Regions from separate parts of the Mus musculus genome. Here region 2 is linked to region 1. A link is a contact called in public Hi-C data. All regions are on one chromosome and are shown on one strand. The core of a region is the stretch at or near the end of the contact, and the rest is flanking DNA. Distances in the headings are between cores, read along the strand shown.

What was found. A called contact is a pair of places that touch in the nucleus more often than the background predicts.
Region 2: a contact with region 1 is called in a Hi-C map of muscle stem cells, with 3 times the contacts expected there. The contact joins two enhancer-like sites. A contact is called at or near these places in 8 of 484 Hi-C or Micro-C datasets (embryonic stem cells, muscle stem cells, myocytes and 3 more) and 1 of 9 other capture datasets (adipose tissue).

Annotation. Positions count from the first base shown.
Region 1 is chr4:137,393,921-137,399,489 of GRCm38.p6, reverse strand. It overlaps the pseudogene Rpl31-ps10. Among named protein-coding and RNA genes, the nearest start is that of Gm52681, 9.6 kb to the right of the region's middle. Within about 2 kb of position 2,514, at least 45 of the 459 cell types and tissues checked have an H3K27ac peak or open chromatin away from gene starts, as enhancers often do. A contact at or near this core is called in adipose tissue, muscle stem cells and myocytes, where this site is marked.
Region 2 is chr4:137,498,427-137,503,995 of GRCm38.p6, reverse strand. It overlaps Hspg2 (perlecan (heparan sulfate proteoglycan 2)), which reads right to left. Exons shown (of 97, transcript NM_008305.3): 2 at 2,802-2,937; 3 at 1,676-1,720. Among named protein-coding and RNA genes, the nearest start is that of Hspg2, 32 kb to the right of the region's middle. Within about 2 kb of position 2,900, at least 77 of the 459 cell types and tissues checked have an H3K27ac peak or open chromatin away from gene starts, as enhancers often do. A contact at or near this core is called in adipose tissue, muscle stem cells and myocytes, where this site is marked.

The sequences.
Region 1 (5,569 bases), core at 1,265-3,764:
GACCTCTACAAGAGTTTTCAGTGCTCTTTACCGCTGAGTCATCTCTCCAGCCCTGTGACTCTTATGTCAAAAACAAGAAAAAAAAGGTAGAAAGTGGGGACTGACATCTGAGGTTGTCCACTGACCTCTCTCTATAAGTGTGCTGTGGCATATACACGACTGAACTCATACAGAGCACACATACATGCACACACACATGCACACACACATGTATGCATCCCCCTTGTGGGGGTGGGGAAGAGAGAGAGACAGAGAGAGAGAGAGAGAGAGAGTGCATACAAGTGACACACTTAATGTAATTAAGGTGGAGAACCCACAGTACTCTTCCTTATTCTCCCCAGAGGCCATCAGTATTTGGGTGGAGTTGGGACACATAGCAGAATAACTCTTGCCTGCTCCCTGCTCCCTTGAAGGCCTTTCGCCATACATTTTCCCTTGGCTGACATGAAGCTTAGAGAGATGGGGAGTCTTGCTAGGCTCTCCTTTTCACTGTCGTGGCAGCCAGTGGCTGCCGGTCAACCTGGTGCCAGAGTGAGGAGGAGGCATCAAACTGAGCACCGTTGTCTCCTCATGGATACTTATGGACACAATCAAGAAATAGTTGTCACTGCCACTGTAGTGCTGGACATTGTTTGTTATAGCTGTGTGGACTTTACCTACCCTAACTAACGGAGGAGCTTGGGGTTCATCTTTCTTTTTTTTTTTTTAAAGATTTGTTTATTTATTATATGTTAAGTACACCATAGCTGTCTTCAGACACTCCAGAAGAGGGCATCAGATCTCATTACGGATGGTTGTGAGCCACCATGTGGTTGCTGGGATTTGAACTCAGGACCTTTGGAAGAGCAGTCGGGTGCTCTTACCTGCTGAGCTATCTCACCAGCCCCCGGGTTTCATCTTTCTAATCTAGGGTGCTACATTTTATCACACTTACAAATATCCACAGACAATGTACTATATGGTTTGGGGGGTTTCTTTCTTTCTTTCCTTGTGTGTGTGTGTGTGTGTGTGTGTAGGGCAGAAGTCAACTTTGAGGGGCTGGTGAGATGGCTCAGTGGGTAAGAGCACCCGACTGCTCTTCCGAAGGTCCGGAGTTCAAATCCCAGCAACCACATGGTGGCTCACAACCATCCGTAATGAGATCTGACTCCCTCTTCTGGAGTGTCTGAAGACAGCTACAGTGTACTTACATATAATAAATAAATAAATCTTTAAAAAAAAAAAAAAAAAGAAGTCAACTTTGAATGTACTATCCACCTGCTGTTTTGTTATTGTTATTGTTGTTACATTTATTTATATAGGTCTGTCTGTCTGTCTGTCTGTGAGTGCCAGTTACATAGCACACATGTGGAGGTCAGAGAACCATCTTTGAAAATGGGTTTTTGACTTCCAATCTGTGGGTTCTAAGGACTGAACATAGGTCGGCAAGCTTGACAGCAAGCCCCATATTTATCTGCTGAGCCATCTCGATGGCTGTCGTTTGTTCTTTGAGACAGGGTTCCAAACTGGGACCCAGGACTCATCAATTAGGCTAAGCTGGTTTAGCCAGCGAGACCCTGAGATCAGCATCTCTCTGTCTTCCCAGTGCTATGATTATAAATGTATACTACCACACTCAACTTTTTATGTGGGTGCCAGGGACTGAACTCAGAACCTCATGCAGGAATGCCAAACACTTCACCAGCTGAACACCTAATCGGCACCAATTTTGATTTAAAAAAAAAAAAGCATCACTAAACAATAAAAGACAGTAAATCATTTTGTTGTTGTTGTTGTTATTTTTGGTTTTTGAGACAGGGCTTCTCTGAGTAGTCTTGACTGTCCTGGAGCTCTCTCTGCAGACCAGGCTGGCCCCGAACTCAGAGATCTGCCTGCCTCTGCCTCCCAAGTGATGGGATTAAAGGCGTGTACCACCACAGCCTGGCAGTAAGTGGATTTTTCAAAAAGCCCTTTTAACTTGTTTGTTGGCTGTGCTGAGTGAGTGTCACCGCATTGTGGCCTCCCGATGGCTGCCGGCCTGTGGTGAATGCCTTAGACAAAAGTTATTTTTCTCTGCCCTGACTTGTTTGATGAGCATTTAAAGCTGGGCCAACTTTCTGGGGTCACAAGCAGTGCTTGGGTGGATGTCCTTGGACATATCTTCAGGGGCACATGTGTGTGAACTCCCTAGGCTGTATTCCCAGAACTGGGACTCCCTGGTGGGACAGCGTTTGTCAGCTCTGCCAATGACCTAATTCTCCAAGATGACTGTGTCGACAATATTTTTCACATTTCCCACCCCCTTCCTCCTCTTCCCATCCACTGCCCCCGCGCGCATGGAATACGGCCCCACAGTTTTCTTCTAAAGTCATTCCTGGGATCTCAAGCCCCCCCCCCCCAAAAAAAACCCTCTTCCAGCTCTTTAAGGAAAAAAAAAAAAGAAAAATCCAACAACTGGTCTGGCAAGGGCCTGAGTCAGAAGGCAGCGGGGTAGGGGGCAGGGTGAAGCTGAGGAAGTTGAGAACCAGGTCAGGGCGTCCTTAATCAGTTTTACTGAGTCAGACCATGACGCCTGACAGAATGCATCCACAGGTGCTGCCAAAGCTGACCCTCCTCCACCTAGGAGAGTCCTTGGATAACACCCCCAAATGACTTCAAAATAAAGGTCAGGGAGACAGCTAATGCCTCAGTTGGCATAGCAGCGGCCCCAGGGACCCGCACCCAGCCCAAAGGAGGCTGGGAGCAGCTAAGACACATTTCTCACCACATACTGGCAGCAGCGAGTTAGGAAATTGCCTACATTTCAAATGGATCAATCAAGAATTTGATTTCATCAACAATCCTGTCTTGGTCTTCAGTCTCCCCCAGTCTCAACAATTCAAATCTCTTATAACCTGTTTTTAATGAGTCAAGATTAGAATGTCAACTTTTTTTTTTCTGCTTCTATTCTGTAAATCATTAAAAGAAACAATTTGCCGTTCGAAGAAATGAAAAATGTGGCATCAATACTTCTTTTCCTTTTAGAGTTGGCTCAGGGTGGTAATGCTTGCTAATCCACAGCTGAGGATGGGAAGTTTATATTCATATTAAAATCACCCAACTCAGTAATTCATCCTTTCAATCATGAAGGAGCTCTGGGGGTTTGAATGGGAATGGCCCCCACAGAATCCTAGGATTGGATGCTTGATCCCCAGTTAGTGGAACTGTTTGGGAAGGATTAGGGGGTGAGGCCTTGTAGGATGAGGTATGTCACTGGAGGTGTGGGCTTTGGGCCCTCTCCCTCCCTCCCTGCCCCCGCCTGCTGCTTATGGATAAGGACATAAAACTCCCCGATACTCCTCCAACATCATGCCTGTCTACTTCCCACCCTGATGATCATGGACTAACCCTCTAAAACTGTTAGCAGGCCTCCAGTTAAATGCTTTCCTTTGGGGGCTGGAGAGATGGCTCAGTGGTTAAGAGCACTGACTGCTCTTCCAGAGGTTCTGAGTTCAATTCCCAGCAACCATGTGGTAGCTCACAACCATCTGTAAAGGGATCTGATGCCCTCTTCTGGTGTGTTTGAAGACAGCTGCAGTGTTCTCATATAAATAAAAATTTTAAAAAATGCCTTCCTTTTGTAAGTTGCCTTAGTCATGGTGTCTCTTCACTGTCATAGAACAGTGACTAAAACAGGATCCAACAATTCTATTACCGCTCCCCAAAACTCTCAGAATAGCAACACTGGCTATGTGTTTAGAGTTTTGCTTTAAGAGATTTTCATTTTCTCTTTTCTCTTCTTTTTTTTTTTTTTTTTTTTTTGGCAGTTCTGCAACTTTATTTGACATGAGCAGGTTAGTTCTCATCCACATTGACCGTCTGTAGATTTTTGAATGTGGTAACAGGCACGTAAGTTACCAGCGTGTAGAGCTTGTTTGGGGAATCCTCATCCTCATTACGTTTTCTGGACAAGCGTACTCGGATGGGATATGGAACGTTCCTTATTCCCTTGGCCCAGACGGCTTTATTGAGCCTGGTGTCAATGAGCACATCTGGTGTCCCCATTTCCTTCATGGCAAACTTCCGAATTTCTTTGAGTGCCCAAGGAGCACTCTTCTTGAAGCCCACTCCATGGATACGCTTGTGAATGTTGATGGTGTATTCTTGGGTCACCACCTCGTTGATGGCAGAACGGCCCTTCTTCTTCTCGCCACCCTTCTTTGCGGGAGCCATCGAGCCTGCCCGCGCCGGGCGCGGATGGCGCCGGATTTCGGAGCCGCGACCCCGCAGCCATACTCACTCTCTTTTCTCTTCTTTTTAAAAAGAATTATTTATGTATGTGAGTACACTGTAGCTGTCTCAGACACACCAGAAGAGGGCATCGGATCCCACCACAGATGGTTGTGAGCTACCATGTGGTTGCTGGGATTTGAACTCAGGACCTCTGGAAGAGCAGCCGGTGCTCTTAACCACTGAACCATCTCTCCAGCCCTGGTTTTCAAACTTCCTCCTTTGTTTCTTCTCTTCCACGGCTGCTGTTCTTTTGCTGGCCCTGTCCACTTCTCTGTATTTAGAACTTTTGTCTATAGTTAAATTTAATGGGCACAAGCATCTATTGATATTGTGTATCACACACAGCGGAGAAAGGAAGACAGCCCACCCTTGGTGGGTCCCACCAGTAGGGCTTATAACTCGGCTCAAAGCCCCAAATGTCAGCGAAGTTTTCAGGGTTTGAGCCTAGATCCTGCAATGAGGCTTGCCACTATCCCCAGTACAGTAGTTAAAGAGACATGTGTGCAAGAGTAAAAAGCAGAGGAACTGAATATAGCCACATCAAGGAAATGAATGAAGAAACATGAGGTCCAGTGACAATTCCCCATCAAATCCATCTCTGGGTTCTGACAGGCAGCTTAGAGCTATGAATAACTGAGTAGTTCTTGTCAAGGTAGCCTTACCCATCTTGTCTCAGCTTCAGTCTTTCTGCAGTGTAGTCTGACAAGCGGCCAAAACTGTGTCACATCTCCCTCTGGGAGACACGTTCTTCCTCTGGCTGGCATCAGGCTTCGGCCTTCCTCTTCTTCAAGCAGGACACTGTTGTAGGTTGTTCCGGTGCTGTTCGTATTTTGATGTTAATTCTGCTTCCTCGAGAGGGGCTGCCCCCACAAGGAGTAGGTCACACACTCAGGTGATCTCACGGAACCTTCTCCCCATTCTGACTGGTCACATAAAGGGTAGAGCTGATGACTGGGCAGTGGAAGGGAAAGGAGGGGCTGGACGTGTGAGAGTGGAAGAACAGAGGAAGAGGAGCTGGGAGGAAGATGGAGCAGGACCACATGGCCTGAAGAAGCCACAAGTAGCCATCCATCCATCTCATAGCTGGGGGAAAAGTTAGTGTAGTGGTAGATCTGCCCAATCTAGGCATTATAGCTTATAAATATAATAACTGATTGTGTGGTTTTTATATGGGCTTACTGGGGTAAGAAATTATTGCAACAGGACTCTCCCAGGGAAACTGCCATTCCTTGGGGACCGTTGCTTCACTGCTCTGATAGCCAGCAGGAGGGGCAAGGATGTCTCTCTTTAGAACTTGTCCCTTCTGCCAGGATGGTTA
Region 2 (5,569 bases), core at 1,651-4,150, 100 kb before region 1:
ACATCCTGGGTTGAGAGGTGTACTTTACTCTCTCTGTTTTGGGCCTAGAGGTGCACAGCTCCCAAACCAGGGTGTACTCCCTCTATGGAAGAGGGTTCCTGGGGCCCTGGGCCAGGTGCAGGAGTGGACCCTATACTGTCAGGGCATGCTTGTGTCTGCTCTGAACCGCAGCCAATGGTGGGGCCGGCTCGTGGGTGCTGAGTAGGTGGAGCTTGTGGGTGGAGTGTGGGGCTCTGAGCTCCACCACAGAGGCTTCTTGTCTGCAAGTACAGAGGCCCATTGAGAGCCCCCACCCCGGCCCCTGGCCTCAGCCCACGTCCAAGTTCGGGTGAGGAGGCCAGGCCTCTGCCCAGGAATGTGCCCACTCCTGAGGAGAGTGTCAGAGTGTCACAAAGCCCCTTTCTACCAGGGCCTGGGAAGGGCTGGAGTCCTCCAGCCTGACCCCTCTCCTTGTCCCAAGGCAGAGGCAAGGCAGGGCAAGCACCCCACGTAGGTAGGCAGCGTGTGCCGAGGCCCCACCCAGACTGAGATGGCTGGACCTGTAAGGCTGCCTGGGGGAGGGGATAGGGGGGGTGCTCTGGGCATCTGTCCTGACCAGGCTTCCCCCACCTGACCTCCTGACCCTAGCTAAAGCATTCACTGAGATCAGAGGCTGGAGAGGAGGAAGATTATGCTGCCCTGAGTCCTGGTGAGTGAGAGGCATGCACCCCTAACCTCTAGAGGCTACCCCAGCTCCAAGTATCCATTCCTGCTTAGCAGAGTCCTCATCGTGACTGGGCTGAGTCTCCAGGTTGGGAGCCCTTAGCTGGACAGCACACCAGCCTGTACAGAGGCTCAGACAAGCTGCTCCCAACTCCAGAGAGCCTGGCTGCATCCCGGGCACCACCAGTAGAGGAGGAACAGCAGGGCGCCAGCACTATGTTCCAATCTGGAGCCATGCTGGGCGAGGCCCAGGGACCGGCCTCCACTTGGCTGTTCAGAGAGGGCCGCCTCTGACCTCCTGTGTGGCTCTTGGCCAAGGTGGGCTGGACAGAGGACCACAGGGAGAAAGACTGAATGTCAAGGATGAGTGGGGAGGGAGGTCTGCAGAGCGATGACAGGAAGAGCAGAGCCGGCAAAGGAGACAGACAACCAGAGACACTGGGGAAGGGACACACAGAAACCAGAGTAGGCAGACAGCAGAGAAATGTCTAGGCGGTGGCAAAGATGGGGAGGACAGAGAAAGCAGGAGAGGGAAGAGACAGTGGCACAGATGGAGCTGAGGAGTCAAGGAGAAAGTGGATAGAAGTTACCACGGGGGTAGAGAAATACGCAGTCACCAGAGCAGGTCCCCAGCTGGGGGGAGAGACTGACAGGCAGGTTAGGAGAAGAGTGAGGTCTGCCTACATAGGAAGGGCTTCAGTCCTGGGCGAGCTCATATGCTACGTACACATCAAGACCTTGGGCATCGGGATATACACCTGTGCCTCCCAGATGGGACTAAGCCCAGCCGCTGGCCACACCCCAAGGGCAGCCAGCCGCGCAGAGCTGAGGCTGGAGGCTTAGGGCCCATCAGCTCACACAAGTGTCATTTGGCAGGAAGGGGACCATCTCCACAGGTCCCTTGGGGCTTCTGCTAAAAGATGAGACCTCTGCAACCAACAGGCCTGCTCTGGGGATCCCCTGAGCAACTTACCCATCTGGAAGTCCCCGCTGCCCACGTCTCCGCTGCCGAGGCCATCTGCAAGAAAAAGTGAGACTTAACTCAGCAACAACAAATACTCACTGAGCACCAACGTGGTACCAGGCATTGTAAGCTCCTGGCCCAGTGGTGAAGGGTGTACACAGAACACAGGACAGTTACCCCACCCACACCCCATGCCTAGTTAGCTTGGAGGCCTCCATCATAGCGTATGGCCTGAGGTCCCAAATTCCAGGGACCGTCTGTCCAATGGGCGGGGCAGAGGAGCCAGGTCAGGTTGACTTACAAATAGGGACAAGGAGGAGATAAGGTGGAGAGGATGACAAGTGTCCCCTACTGTGAACTGTCAACTACTTTCCCATTTGGTCCTGCTGTCCCCAGGCTGCAGAGGGGAGTGGTGGCCAGCCTATGGTCAGAGAGGTGGGCCGATACCGGGATCATGAGGCTAGGCGTTCAGGACATACACATACACATCTTTTTTTGTTTGTTTCTTCTAGTGGGTATATGTCTGTGACCACATGTGTGCCACCGTGAGCACATGGAGGTCCCAGCTGGGTCCTTCCTTCTACGATGCCAGTTATAGAGATTGAACAGAAGTCGTGAGACTTGGCTGCAAGCACCCACTGCACCATCTTGCTAGCCCTAATCTATTTTGTGCATGTGTTGTTCTTAAAATAAGGTCTATTTATTTATTTATTTATTTATTTAATGTATGTGAGTACACTATGGCTGTTTTTAGACACACCAGAAGAGGGCATCGGGTCCCATGACAGATGGTTGTGAGCCTCCTTGTGGTTGCAAGGAATTGAACTCAGGACCTCTGGAAGAGCAGTCAGTGCTCTTAACCGCTGAGCCACTTCTTCAGCCCCCACATGTGTTGTTCTTTTGTGGTTTGTTGTTGTTTTTAAGACAAGGTCTCATTTAAGGCAGACTGGTCTCGAACTCATGTATAGTGGAGGCTAGCCTGGAACTCCTGATCCTTCTGTCTCCACCTCCCAAGTTCAAGAATTAAGTAGGACCATCTCTTGAGATCCTATCTGGGGTGAGTTTCATAGGACTTTCTACAGCCAGAACTGTTCCTGGAAACCCTCCATCCCTAGTAGGGGAACACATGACTCACCTCCTGATGCATCATCTGCCAGCAGGTCCTCATCATCAGAGAGGTATGAGTAGGTCCAGCCATACCGGCTCGCTGTGACAGTCTCTGTGTCCTCAGGGAGGGAAAGGCCATCGTAGGCCCTCAGCCCATGCGTCACCTATGGGAGATGACAGCCCATGAATTACCCTCTCCTGTTAACCGCCAAACTCTAAGGCCCTCCCTTCTCTTCATTTCAGAGGGGATCCAAATTCCATCCCAATTGCTCCCTACAGTTGCTATATTCACCACAGCTAAGAGAACCAGGAGGAGTCACTTTTTGTGAATCAGCTATCCAAAGATCCACTAACGCCAGGAGGACTCAGAGCCTAATGTGCAGATTCTCAAGGACTCTTTGGAGAAAGCAGACAGCAAAACGAGGATCATTTGGTAAAAGGTGGCTTCATTGTCTTTGGAGAAGGCAAGGGACACCCAGGACACGAGAGTAGGCAAGGGGACATTAGGTAACCTGGAAAGACATGAGCAGGTAGAGGAGTGGCCAGTTTAAGTGTGGAGGGGACAAGGGCAGAAGCAAGAGAATTGATGTAGACTTCTGTGACAGTTCCTCCCTCCTCAAGCCCTTGGCCTTCACCACCAGGTCTGGTGTCCAAGCCTGGTCACAGGCAGCACATTCCACTGCTCAGAACACGTAAAACCCTGCAGCTAATTCATCCCACTGCTCAGAACACGCAAAGCCCCGCAGCTAAATCATCCCACTGCTCAGAACACGCAAAGCCCCGCAGCTAAATGCTTGTGTCTAAACGGAGGCAAGACAGACATCAGCTCCCCACGACCTCAGGCTAATGCTAAGCTCAAGTGCATCTCTGGCATCTGTCCTGGGAAAGCGAGGGGGAGGTTCGGGGCAGCGGCACAGCACAAGGCTAAGCAAGAGGTCCAGGGACCCATGATCCAGGCTTTCCCCAGAAATGGCTCTGGGCTGCGAATGCCTACATCTACTTGGACAATATCTAGATGTTTTCAAAGGCGTTGTCCAGGTAACTAAGAGGAAAACATCCAGGGAACCCAAAGGCTGGGAGGCCCCAGGCCCAGGTATTCAATGACCCCAGAACAATCCAGAATTCTGGTGAAAAGGCTTCAGGCACTGCGGAGGCTCAGCCACCGGTGTCTGGTCAAAGGGACACAGTTCCTTGTGAAAACCCCAATTCTATACAGTTCATGTCCCCCAGGGCCTTCTGCTGCAATGTCCTTTTCTGTCTGGTTTCTAGAACCAACTCTTGTTATCCCTTACATCTACTTAGCCATCACCTCTAACTGCCCAGTAACAAAAAGGCAGAATTAGCCTGGTGTATCGGCTCACACCGATAATCCCAACACTTAGGCTAGGGGCAAGAGGATCAGTTCGAGGTCAACCTTAGCTGCACAGCCAAGTGGAGGTCAGTGTGGGTTACCTAAGACCTTATCTCAAACACACACACACACTCACACACTTATGGGCAAACCACTGGTCTCTCCTTCACTCTATGTGGCACTCTCTCCCATCCTATGTTCCTGTTCCCATAAGTAGACACAAAATCCCTGGGTCTGTCTTATCTGCTGCCAGTTGATCCACACGGGAGCTGAGGCTCATTTTAACTGCCAGGCACAGCCATCATATGTGTGTGTGTGTGTGTGTGTGTGTGTGTGTGTGTGTGTGTGTGTGTGTCCGGGACTGAGCACCACGTGGTCACTTTGTGTTTGTCCGGCTGCTGAGCCTTGGATAAGAGCTGTACTGCCCTCACCTGACAGCATGGTGTGACCTACTGTCTGATCCTCATAGCCAAAGAGCCATGCTGCCACCTGATTCTCATCTCCTGACCACATAAGGGGCTCATTCCTGTCCACAGTGGTAGTCAAAGGCTTGCAGACTATGTCCCTATGCATGCAGGTATGTGACCTCAGACTCTCCAGGAGTGGTAGCAGAACATATGACATGCCTGTAATACCAGCACTCAAGAGGCAAAATCAAGAAGGTCATGAGTTCAAGGCCAGCAGGGGCCTGATTGAGGTCTCGCCTCGAAACCAGTGTCCTGTCTAGGGTGTATCTCAGTAGTTCGCTGATAGAACACCTGCCTTCCTCATGGGCGCAAAGCCCTGGGTTTGGTCCCAAGTACCACCATCACCAAAACACAACCCCACCCCCACCCCCCAAGGGCAGGTGAAAAACAGATTTCTGGCTCCTTCTCAGAGCCCCGGAGGCAGCTTCTCATTGCAGGTTTGACAGAGCTGTGCATACCCATGAGATTCTGAGAGGCGCACTTAAGAACAAGACTGGAGGCTTGTTCTTCCCTGCCTGGGAATAGAGGTGTCTGGAGGGTCAGCCTTGAGCAGGCCTTGATTGACACCAGGGGACTAAGAGGCTAGAGTTGGGGCAGGGACAGTGATCAGGGGCACAGGAGCTTTGAGAAAGGGCATACTTGGGTCCTTTCCAGGTAGGAAAAGTCACGGTGTTATGATCACACCCTCCCAGTGCCCATTCGAGCAAAGCTATGGGGGCCAAGCACAAGGTGCACAGATCCCTGGCACCACTTAGACACTGCTGTCTGGAAAGGAAACTCTTGCTGCTAAGCAAGATCCAGGGCTTCTTGTAGAGAGGAAGGGGGTGGGGTGGGGGAGTAGCCTGGAACCGGACAGGAAATAGCAAAGTGAGATTCAACAAGAAAAAACACGCCAGGAACACACATCTGCAGGAAGGCCAAGGGCACAGGGCTCTGAGTCAGAAGGCCCCCAGCCCTAGACACCAGGTTGACGGTGGC